Regions from separate parts of the Gossypium hirsutum genome. Here region 1 is linked to region 2. A link is a contact called in public Hi-C data. All regions are on one chromosome and are shown on one strand. Each heading gives the region's core, a stretch centred on a gene start, on an enhancer-like site or on the middle of the called end of the contact. The rest is flanking DNA. Distances are from core to core; before and after follow the strand shown.

Region 1 (5,560 bases), core at 114-2,613, 230 kb before region 2:
CTCTATATACATCTAGGCGGTCAACATAAAGTAGAACATCTATGGTCTTATTCAAAAGAAACCTGCATTATATTTAAAACATTATGTTCTTAACCAAAATAACCATGCCATGTGGTAAAACTAAGTTCTAACAAGAAAATATCCCTAGCATATACCGAGAATTACTCAATAAGCTAAATCCATCAACTAACAGATAAGATGCTAAACTTTGACTGCTCAATTCAAGTACTTACCCTTTGATCAACTCAAGAGCTTGGTGATTGACATATCCAGCCTCCACGAGTCCGGGCGTATCAATTACATTCAATGTAAACCCGGCCCATGAGCGTGAAACCATCACGGGTCTCAGCCCCTCGGACTGCAAAACAACCAAAACACAATGACGATGAAACTTGTGAAATCTAAAACAGCAAACAAGAATCCACACAGCAATCCAAACGAACAGATAAAAGCAATACTTACCTGGAAAGCAGTGACTCGAACAACTTGCTCTCCAATGAGAGAATTGATAGTGGAAGACTTCCCTACACCGCCTTTGCCCATAACAACGATAGTCAAAGTGTTGACGTTCTATAAATTTTTTTCACAACAATAACAAATAATCATTACTGAACATGTTATTTAAGTCCACGTAAATGAAAAAGGGATAAAAAAAAGCGGGTTTATAAAAACCTCTTGCTTCAATTTTCCCAACAACTCGAACAATTTCGTTTGTGTAGCAGCGGGGAATTGTTGAAGGCCGAGCCATTCACGAGGCAAAGGAGTACCCATCACAGAAAACTGCATAAAATTCATTTTACAAAAAAACACATAAAAAAAACCTGAAGAAATAAACCCTAAACCCTAAAAGTGGATAACATGCTAAAATGCTAGACCCATCTCGAAATGCAGCTAAAAAAAAAGATGGGTCAGTTTTCTTTTGACAGAGAAGAAAATAAAGAAAGAATTCGAGGAGAAATCCGGGGTTTTACCGGCCTAGCTTGAGTAGTGCAACTGAAGAAATTGTAGAGGTTATTATGGTGGCGGTTGGTGGAGGTTTGGGTGTACAAAGAGAAGGTTATCTTATCAGCGTAGTGTTTGTTTTTTCCGCCCACCCAGCAAGCAAGCAAGCAAGCAAGCAAAAGCGAAATGCTTATTTCGCCTACTGGCTTTTTTTTTTTTGGTGAAATTCTTTAAAAGATTTTGAACAAAGTGGGCTCAATATACAAAATAGATGGGCTTGCTTTCTAGCCCGAACGAAAGATCAATAAAAAACTTGAATTACATCCTCCAATAAAGAAAGAAAACCACTGAGTTTTTAGCCCAAATAATCCAGATTTCAGTAATGGTTTAGAAAGGTTTTAGTGTTGAAGCAGAGGATCTTGCCCCTATAAGCTATTTTGTGAAGAATTAAAATATGTCAACTCTATTGTCATGTCAATTTACTGGACACACCTAATCTTGGCCATCATATTAGCATCACTTGACATTGAGTAATTACGAATTTTTTATTCTTTATTTATAAAACAACACGACAAATTAACTTATGCCTCTTTGACCTACTTATCAATTACCTTAAAATAGAAGAGATGTGACGTTAGTCAATTTCTTTTTAAAATTTAAAAATTTTTCTTAAAAATTATATATTTTTTAAAATATTAATTGTCAACCTAATATATAAGTAAATTATCATATAGACATCAACATATATTAAATTAACATATATTAAATTTTTTATCTATTTTAGATGATTTGATAAACAATACAAGTTAAAAGTTAAAAGAAACAATAAAAATTAAATAGATGGCTAAAATGATTTTTTTATAAAATTGAAGAGCTAAGTAAGTCGGTTAAATTAGCCTAATATGTTTTTTTTTACTTCACATATTAGGCTTTTTTTTGAAATTTAGGAAAATAAATTAATTTTAGAGAAAGTGTGTGGAAGCACATCTAGTTGGGTGCGCTTTCACACACTCTCTCTCTCTTTGACCTTTTTTTTTATTTTTAGGATTAGGTTTAGGGTTTTTTTAGGAATTAGGGTTTAGTGTTTCAAGTTTTAAGAGTAAAATCGTGAAAGTTTATAGGTAGATTTGAAGGGTCGAAGATGCGATAACACGTCTCAGAACACATACATTTCATATGTCATGCCGGGATAGGACTATTTAGAAGTTAGGTTTTGGAGTGACTGTAATTGATGCAGTCACGAGTCGAAGTCTAAGTAGAGGTCCGAATGACGGCCGTGATTTGGTCATAGGTTTGAATATAACTGGGGGCTAATTGACAGTCATTATGCAGTCACAAGTTCAAGTTTTTGGATACCCGCAAATGATGCCTTATATAAACCATACATAAGATTCAGGCCATAATCATAGGGAAAAACGAAAGGTTTTCTAGTGTAATCGACATAATTTTTTTCTCTATTTCCATGCAGTCGGTATCTTTAACCTTTCATTATTCTTTGAAGGCTAACACCGATGTGGGCACAAAAGGGCTCTCAAGCAGAGAGCGGATGTTTTGGCACAGTAGAGGTCAAACTCTGGTTAGTACGGCAACTATTGTAGTTATTAATTGATTACTTAATAATGATAATCATTGCCATCCTGAAAGGAATATCACCTTTACTACACCGCAGCAACCACTGTCCGTTTGGGAGTCCTCCTACGTCCATAGCAGTGTCGGCTTTCAGATTTGAAGAAAGGTTAAAGATACCTGCAGCATAGAATGGAGAAAAAATTACACCGATTATTGCGGAAAGTCCCACAGTTTTTCCTTATAATTATACCCTCAAACTTCTATATAGTATTTATAAGGCAACATCTCCGAGTATCTAAAAAGTTTGAGCTCGTGTCTACATAATGACCGTCATCTAACTCTCTCGTTATACTCTAATTTATGATCTCATAATGGCCGTCGACCGAGACTTCTACGAAGGGTTCCACCCGTAACCGTATAAAAAAATCACCCTGGAACTCGATTTTCACAGGATAGGTTTTCAAGGTAATGGTTTCATCTTGATAGGATATATGAAATGTGTGTTTCTCAGAGCGATATCACATCACGACAACTCAAGAATACTTCAAATTGGAAATTTTATTAGTGAAGAAATTTTTTAATGCAGAAATAGGAAAGAAAACCGAAAAAGAGAAATATTGTAAAATGGAAGAATGGAGGTTGGAAGAGATTATGGGTTTAGGGATGGAGTATGGAAGGAAAACCCCCTCTTTAAAGGCGCGGAGAAGGGTGAGATTGGAAAAAAACCCGTAGTTGAAAACGAGTCGCGAGGGAGACATTTTCATCGAATATCTAAAAACGTATTTTAAATCTTACCCAAGATTCTCGAGGTCATGACACTTTTGGCAACTTGATGTAGAAATGGTAAGAAACCTCACCCGGTTGGACGAGCTTTCTTACCATTTCCACTAAAAGTCTGCCAAAAGTACCTTGACCCTGAAATAGTGCCCTGACCCTAAAATCCCAGATAATATTTGAAACACGTTTTGAACCACTGAAGACCCTTTAAAATATACATTTTGAAGTATGTGTTTAATAAAATTAGTTGATAAAATTATTATTCGATGAAATGGAGTCTTTTAAAACACATTTTGAAACACACCTTCTCTTTCTCCCCATTCTTTTTTGCTATTAAACTATTGAAGTATTCAAAACTTAGTCACACAGCAAATTCATATCAAACATTGAAGAGTTGTACTACAAGTGTCGTCTGCGTTTCTTTGGATAACTATTTGAAGTTTTTTTATTCTAAATATCTAATTCTTTTTAAATTGAAATGAGTCGATGAGTGCAATCCATCATTTACTACAACGATCAAATTTGTAATACGGACATCGGAGTTGTATTTGTAGGAGCCCAGTCTGTGGAATTAGCTTTCAACCGTACTATTCAATTACATAAGCTACTGACTAGAATAAGGAGTAATGTTAGGGGTTTGAGTCGGGGAAGAATTTTGATATTGCAATGTAGATATCTGACATCAATTGACCATTTAAGTATGAGTTATTTGATATGATAGGCGACCTTCAGCTGGAGGTGACCATATCAGGAGTTATATTTTGACTTTGCTGAGGCTGATAGAACTGGTCCATCTTCGACCATTGTTGCGGCTAATGCAGTAACCAAAGCAGAAGTAGAAAGTTCTACTACATGGTTGTGCAGTGGGTTTACTGGTTTATTACAAAGCTCCTATTATAATGTCATCGAAGCATCAATAGGTAGACATTCTTCAGTTTTAGACACCAATTTCAACATAGGTAACCATTATCAATTGGGTTATGAGCGTAACCCGAGCCTCGACACTCGGGCATGGCATTCAGTTAGTGCATTTGATTTCAACTTCGATGGTTCGATGTCCTGGGGTGGAAGCACTTATAGCGGGGGCCATCAACTTACACCAGTTGGCAATTCGGTACAGATGTAGATCGTAACATGAGGTATAGAAGAACTGATGACTTACTCTCTACGATCGGGTCTGACGAGGGTACATCAAACCCTTTGATTGAAGATGAAAATGAAGATGCGGCTAAGGAAAAAGATGCAATCGAAGAAGAATGAGCAGCAGATGTTATTGAAGGATCAGAATTAGACCTCAATCCAATTTGACAGTCTGGTCCAGATGGTTCAGAAGTGACACTTTTTTTTAACTAGTACAGGTTCTAATTGAGATAGAACCTTACGGTTCTGATGATGATAGTTCAAAAAATGCTCTGGATCCAGATCCATGATTCAAGGCATATAAACCTCTGCCATACATGACTAATGTTAAACTTTTTGCCGATGGTGGTTTAGAGTTCTAGTAGATCTTACACAAAACACCTGGTCATGCAAGCTCATCGTCAAATGTTCAAGTATTGGAAGTTGGTGTGGAGTATCCCAACAAAGATGTTTTTCTTATTGCACTGAAGCAGTATAGTTTCAAGAACTATGTGGACTATCATGTAACAAAATTCCATTCGGAGAAATTCGAGGAAAAGTGTGCAATGTGCGATTGGAGGTGCAAATGAAAAATCATGTCATCTTTTCGAAAGAAGACGAGTTTTAGACAATAAAGAAGTATTCTGGTCAACATACTTGTTTGTAGCAGCTGAGTGATGCAATCACTCGATTTTCTAACATAATGTGACTTAACTAGGGTCTTCGTTTTTGCCAATAACATAACTTTAGCTTGTACTTTGCAGGTGTAAGTCAGGATCATCCAAGGATAAACTCCGACATGATATCTGACATAATTCTACCTGTGGTGAAATTGAGTTTGCCTTAGCCGATTGTGCCATCGTGTTTGCCTACAACCCAACATATGTGTCATATCCGACAAGGGACCCAGAATCTTAGTCATTATTGAATGACATGGAAGCTTTTGGGATCACAAACACTATATGTATTGTTATTGATATTTCAGCTTCAACTACCATACAAAATGACCTTCGAAAAATAAACGAGATCAATACATTAACACGAGTACGTAGCTACCATTATTTTCACCATCATACTAAACCATATTTCATTCATTGTTTGTATTCATGGGTATACTTTTCTCGACAGGGTACAAGCTCGTCCAACATCGTTT
Region 2 (5,632 bases), core at 967-3,466:
TTTTATGTCACATCAGTACTTTTATCCTGAATTTTAGGATTTTATCCTGAAAAAAATCAAATCCAAATTAAAATACTAAAATTTAGGATAAGAATACTGATGTGGCATGAAACTATTGGAAAGGGATACAGATGACGTGGCGCCACTGTTTCATACAATCCTTTCTCATAAAGCTTACGTGGATATTTTGTTTAGTTTTGAAGGGAATAATGGATGATAAATCTTTAAAAAGATTATAAAATGATAAATGTTGTTTTTTTTAAAGGTTTTCGATGAAGATAAATTTATAGTAATAGTTGGTGGACTATAATGACCTCTTTGATTTGGTGAAAAAGTAGAGAGAAAAAAAGAATGAAAATAAATTTTGAATGTATTTAGTAAGAAAGAATTAAAGGAAGGAAAATAAGAATTATTTTTTTATTTTAATGCATAAAAATTAATACTCTGAAATTGTGATGATGAGATGAGAGAAAATGAGAGAGAAATGCATGTTAGTTTAAAAGTATGAAATTTTAAAATTTTTATCTCTTTCCTCTCATTTTTCAATCTTACTAGATAGTCCATGAAGATAATATTATTTTTTCTTTTAATTTTTCCATCTATGAAAGAAAAATTATTTTTCTAGCTTTTTAATTTTTCATTTTCGACATAAATTTTAGTTATAGGTTGAGATAAAAATAAGTATGATTATGATCTTGGTTTTGGGATCGTTTAGTAGTGTAATCGAAAATTTTTTGACTAATTAAGAATGAAACAGTATGAGAAAGACGTCAATAAATTTAGCGTGAGATGCATTAGGCTTGGATGGCAAATTAGGTTAATAGGGAAAAAGGACTGATTTGGGTGCAATGGAAATCGACACCTATGTAGTGGATAAAAGAAAAGTTTAGATGGAGATTTCAACGATGAAAGAAGTATTGAGAGATCACAATGGGGCGCGTTAAATGGAGTGCAATATGCATGGTCGATGGGAGCTCAACATGTGATAGCATGTCAGGAGTGGATCTTGTGGGCAAAATAAAGTTGTATTCATATCATAAAAGGCAATGAACTGCCTACATTTTGAACACACTCTTCGTTTGGATTGTCTTGAAGCACGCAAACTCACCATTTTGTTGCCTTGGGTAACCAAAGGATCAGTTTTAAAGTCTTTTCAACCACACCGAGGTCTACTTTTTCATTGGGGGTTGAAGCTCCACTTCTCTCTCATGGCAACTTTGGCCTTCTTCTTCGGTGCTTTTTTACAATTTCTATTATATATTTATTTAAAAATCAATTACTTTTAATTGTATATAATTAATAATTTTATTACTTAATAAATTAATACAAATATAGTCTATTATTATAGTTATTATGATGAATTTTTTGAAGAATATGATTAACTAAAATAAGTAATCACATATATAATAAATAATACAAAATATTATTTCATTTATTTTTATTTTTTATAATTTAATATAAATATAATATAATTTTAATTATATATTACATCTGCACTATAATATTCAATATCACAACCAATTTCAAAAAAAATATTTTCAATCTCATTGTCCATTCAAAATATATCAAACACCCAAAAATAATAAGAATAAAATAACCAATTCCCACAAAAAAATAAAAAATAAAAACCAGCATTACATACACTAAAGGCCAAACGTCCAAAGAAACAAAGCCACCATCATTCTCGTCAAATATGATTGAAAAGTGATTCCAAGCTAACATCCAAAATCATGTAGCAAAGAAAAGAGGGCCAAACCAAAGCTCAAATTAAAACAACCATAGCATCTCAGAAAGCACCAAACAACAATGCACCATTGGGCTTATCGTTAGATGACCGGAACCTATACCAAGCGATGAAGCAGAAGGATACAATGGAATTGGGAGGAAATTGAGCGGTGGATAAGATGGCAAACTTCGCATATGGGTCTTCATCGTTTCAATGGTCTCCCTGGTGAGCTTTAGTAGATATTAGAGGAGCATAACATGGGTTTTTCAATTCCCAAAGGCTTATAGTTTAATCTTATTAGATGTACAAAAAAAAAAACCATCATTAGGGGGTAAATGCAAGGAGGGCAAGCAGTTGAGTTCACCCTTCAAAATAAAAGTTAACTAACAAAGCATAGAGGAGGGATTAAATTTACGCAAAACGATAAATGATGGGCTATCCTTAGAATTTAACCTTGTTTATTATGTATCTCCTGGGCTAGCCCAAACAAAGAAATATATATAATGTTGGGCGTGGGTCGCGTGCGGCGGATATTTTGAAGATGATCCGGTGAAAACAATGTGCAAATCTAAACCAACCCACCAAACAACCAGTCCCTGCATCTCTCTGTTTTTTGTTTTTTAATCCCATTCCCAGCTAGTTTGTGCAACCGAGGACACACCCACAGAGACTCCCAAATCTTATCTAATAATTTTACTTTTCTTCCTCCTTTTTGCAAACCACTAGACCCCCCCCCCTCTCTTCTCCTTTCACATAACAGAGGACCTTTCCCACCCTTCAACCACTGAAAAAAGATGGCCTCCACCTTCTCATTGCAGATGGTTCATTGCCCTCGCTTCAGTTTCCAGGTCAGTTATGTTTACAAGATTTTTACTTCAACATCCTTCTCTCCTTGTTTTTCATTGTTTTCGGCATTCCTTCTACAGGGTCAAGCTGTTTCAAATGCTCATAGCCCACATATGATCGGTTCATGGTCGGCTTACTCCCAACCTAACTCATCTGCTATCGTCTTAGCATCGAAACTAAACTATGCATCAGGTTTGCCTGTGACCCAACTTTCTAAATCCCCTTCCGTTAAGTACCGAAGAATGGTCTGCAATTCCATGGGAAATGTAAGTCCTTTATTATTAGCTTCCATAGAGTAGATAAGTAGTTTGAGGTCTATTTGGCTGCCTTATCGTATTACATTCCAAGCAAATAACTACTTTCGATCTTGTTTTCATTCCTCTTACCGGACCGGTAACATAGATTCTGAATGTTTCACATATTTGGGGTTTTGTTTAGGATGTAGAGTTGCAAGCGAAAGTGACGACTAAGTGCTTCTTTGACGTTGAAATCGGTGGTAAGGCTGTTGGCAGAATTGTTATGGGCCTTTTTGGGGATGTTGTTCCTAGAACTGTTGAGAATTTTCGTGCCCTCTGCACAGGCAAGCTAGGCTGAGTCTTTTACATTCACTTTTATTTTTGTTTTTTCCTTAATATTTTTCTTAATTAGGTCCGACATTTTTATTTCTTGCAGGAGAGAATGGATATGGTTTCAAAGGATGCTCCTTTCACCGTATTATTAAAGATTTCATGATCCAGGGTGGTGATTTTACTAATGGAAATGTAATCCCTCTCTTTCTTTCCCCTTTTCCTTTGGCTTTCTAAAGAAAGAAATTTCCATTACTAAGTAGAAAACTGGTGCATTTGCTGGCTGTAGGGAACTGGTGGAATGAGTATTTATGGATCCAAGTTTGAAGATGAGAGCTTTGCTTGTGAGTTGTTCTCTAGTAACAAAACCCTTCAAGTTTCGATATTTGAGAGTTTATATTTGGGGTTGATGGGTTAAGTGGTATCTGTAATGAATTGCTAGCTTGATTCCTAATATTTTGAGGCTATTATCTGCAGTGAAGCATGTTGGACCCGGAGTATTAAGCATGGCCAATGCAGGTCCTAATACCAATGGGAGCCAATTCTTTATTTGCACAGTAAAGGTGAGCTATGCAGCCTTATTCTCTTTTGTAGATTATGTATCTCATTATAATTTGATATCATGATTTGCTAATATCACCGTTAGATATAGCTGTAGTTGTGTTTTTATTATGGTCTTTGAGAATAAAAAAAGTATAAACGTTTACTAGAATTCTAGGTTTTGATTTGTGATTGGAATTATACCTTATCAAGTATAAACTTTGAGTTGAATATCAACTGTACATGTGCATAGTTTGCTTATAGCTGAATGCTGACTGGTGCTGCTAATATTTCTTTGGATAACTAATCATGCTAGCTATTTACTTCAAGCGTGGATATTCATTTTCTTATCATGCTAGCTATTCATGTGCTGCTAATATTGTTCATTTTCATTGTTTTTGTATTTTACAGACACCATGGCTGGACAACAGACATGTTGTTTTCGGACATGTGATCGATGGAATGGATGTCGTGCGTGAACTAGAGTCCCAAGAGACAAGCAGGACAGATGGCCCTCGAGTACCATGCAGAATTGTCAATTGTGGGGAGCTGCCTATAGAAGGCTAATATCTGATCCGTTTAACCACTACCACAAATCTCCCATTTTATCATTTACTTTCTCTGCTTCAAGATGATTTTACCTGGTAATACGGACAACAGTCGGCGTTTATTATAGAAGAGAGAATTTTGGATGATACTTTGTAAGCTCTTGGCAGGGGTGTGCTATTATCCTTATCATTTTTTACGGTGTAAGTTTGCAGATTCCATCAAAACTCTTCTCTTAATGGAACATCTGATTTTTCTAGTTTTGATCTATTTCCTTCCAGCTGCTTTTTGGTTCCAAAAATTTGGGTTTAATACATGGATCTTACAGATACTTGACCATTTCCTATATTAACGAGCGTAGTCATTCATATAGCAAATGTACATAATATTAACAAGGGGCGACCTTTTCTTAAAACCTGTAATTTTCTATTTGAAGTGAAACCTTGCACTGCCTTGATGTTGCAAAAACCAGGATCCGAACTCTAAACTTGTTGAACGTAACCTCTTAAGAGCGGTTTACATGCACTAACTTGACTAGACCTTGGGTTCTGGGTGTTGCTTATTTGATTTTGTTGATAGCACGATGCCAACCCCAATGAAACCGCTTGAAAAACTTCCTCTTTAGGAAGCAAGATGAAGAAGAGAAAGTACCAAATCACACCAAAAGGGTTCCAATGGATGGAAGCAAAAATAATAGCCGATTATGATGGTTGGGAGATGCTAAGCTTGTCAACCGCAATGCAGAGATGTAGATGCAAGTGCCACTGCTTGTGCCCACACCTTGAGTCGAGCCTTGACATCTCTTGGATCATCACCTAAATCACAAAACATACCATCAGATTCAACTGAAAATATTAAGCCCTTTACATCTTTCAATAAAACAGTCAGTCATTTTTAAGGTTAATACTTCAGAGAGGTTGGGAAATGTTTGGACTCACCAGGGGCAGCGATACGCCAATTGGTGATGGGAGAAGTGCCATCACTGCTTGTAGCATCAAAACTGGAAAAGCGACTTGGCATCTCCAACTCGAACCCTAAACCCTACACGCCTTCACTTCCTCCATATCCATACACAATGACCTCTTCCCTCCTTTTGGCCTCGTGATCACCACCACCTCACCCTCACTCTCCCCGCTAAAACTATTCCCATTATAACCCACCATTAAACCCCCTTCTTTCTTTTCGCTGCTGCTTTTAATCTCCTTATCCCAACTTCCACTCCTCCTCCTCACATTCTTGCTCCCTTTCTGCCATCCAAAACTACCCTTTTGAGCTTCATTTTCACTACCACAATCTTTGGCTGCTCCTTAGGCAAGACCCGATAAGGTGGGACGGCGGGAAGAGAATAACAATAAGGTTCTTCGTCGGAGTCGGATAAAAGTTGAAGCGACTCTTTGACGGAGAACTC

What was found. A called contact is a pair of places that touch in the nucleus more often than the background predicts.
Region 1: a Hi-C map of leaf shows a contact between it and region 2, with 3 times the contacts expected there. The contact joins the promoter of LOC107895668 here to the promoter of LOC107897163 in region 2. A contact is called at or near these places in 6 of 34 Hi-C or Micro-C datasets (callus, leaf and petal).

The regions. Positions count from the first base shown.
Region 1 is chrA08:96,324,772-96,330,331 of Gossypium_hirsutum_v2.1, reverse strand. It overlaps LOC107895668 (translocase of chloroplast 33, chloroplastic), which reads right to left and starts at 1,363. Exons shown (of 8, transcript XM_041074590.1): 1 at 972-1,363; 2 at 673-780; 3 at 463-570; 4 at 234-358; 5 at 1-62. The coding sequence starts at 771.
Region 2 is chrA08:96,092,683-96,098,314 of Gossypium_hirsutum_v2.1, reverse strand. It overlaps LOC107897163 (peptidyl-prolyl cis-trans isomerase A1), which reads left to right and starts at 2,216. Exons shown (of 7, transcript XM_016822518.2): 1 at 2,216-2,574; 2 at 2,653-2,838; 3 at 3,011-3,152; 4 at 3,245-3,333; 5 at 3,428-3,482; 6 at 3,616-3,701; 7 at 4,090-4,483. The coding sequence starts at 2,521. The coding sequence ends at 4,245. It also overlaps the pseudogene LOC107895665.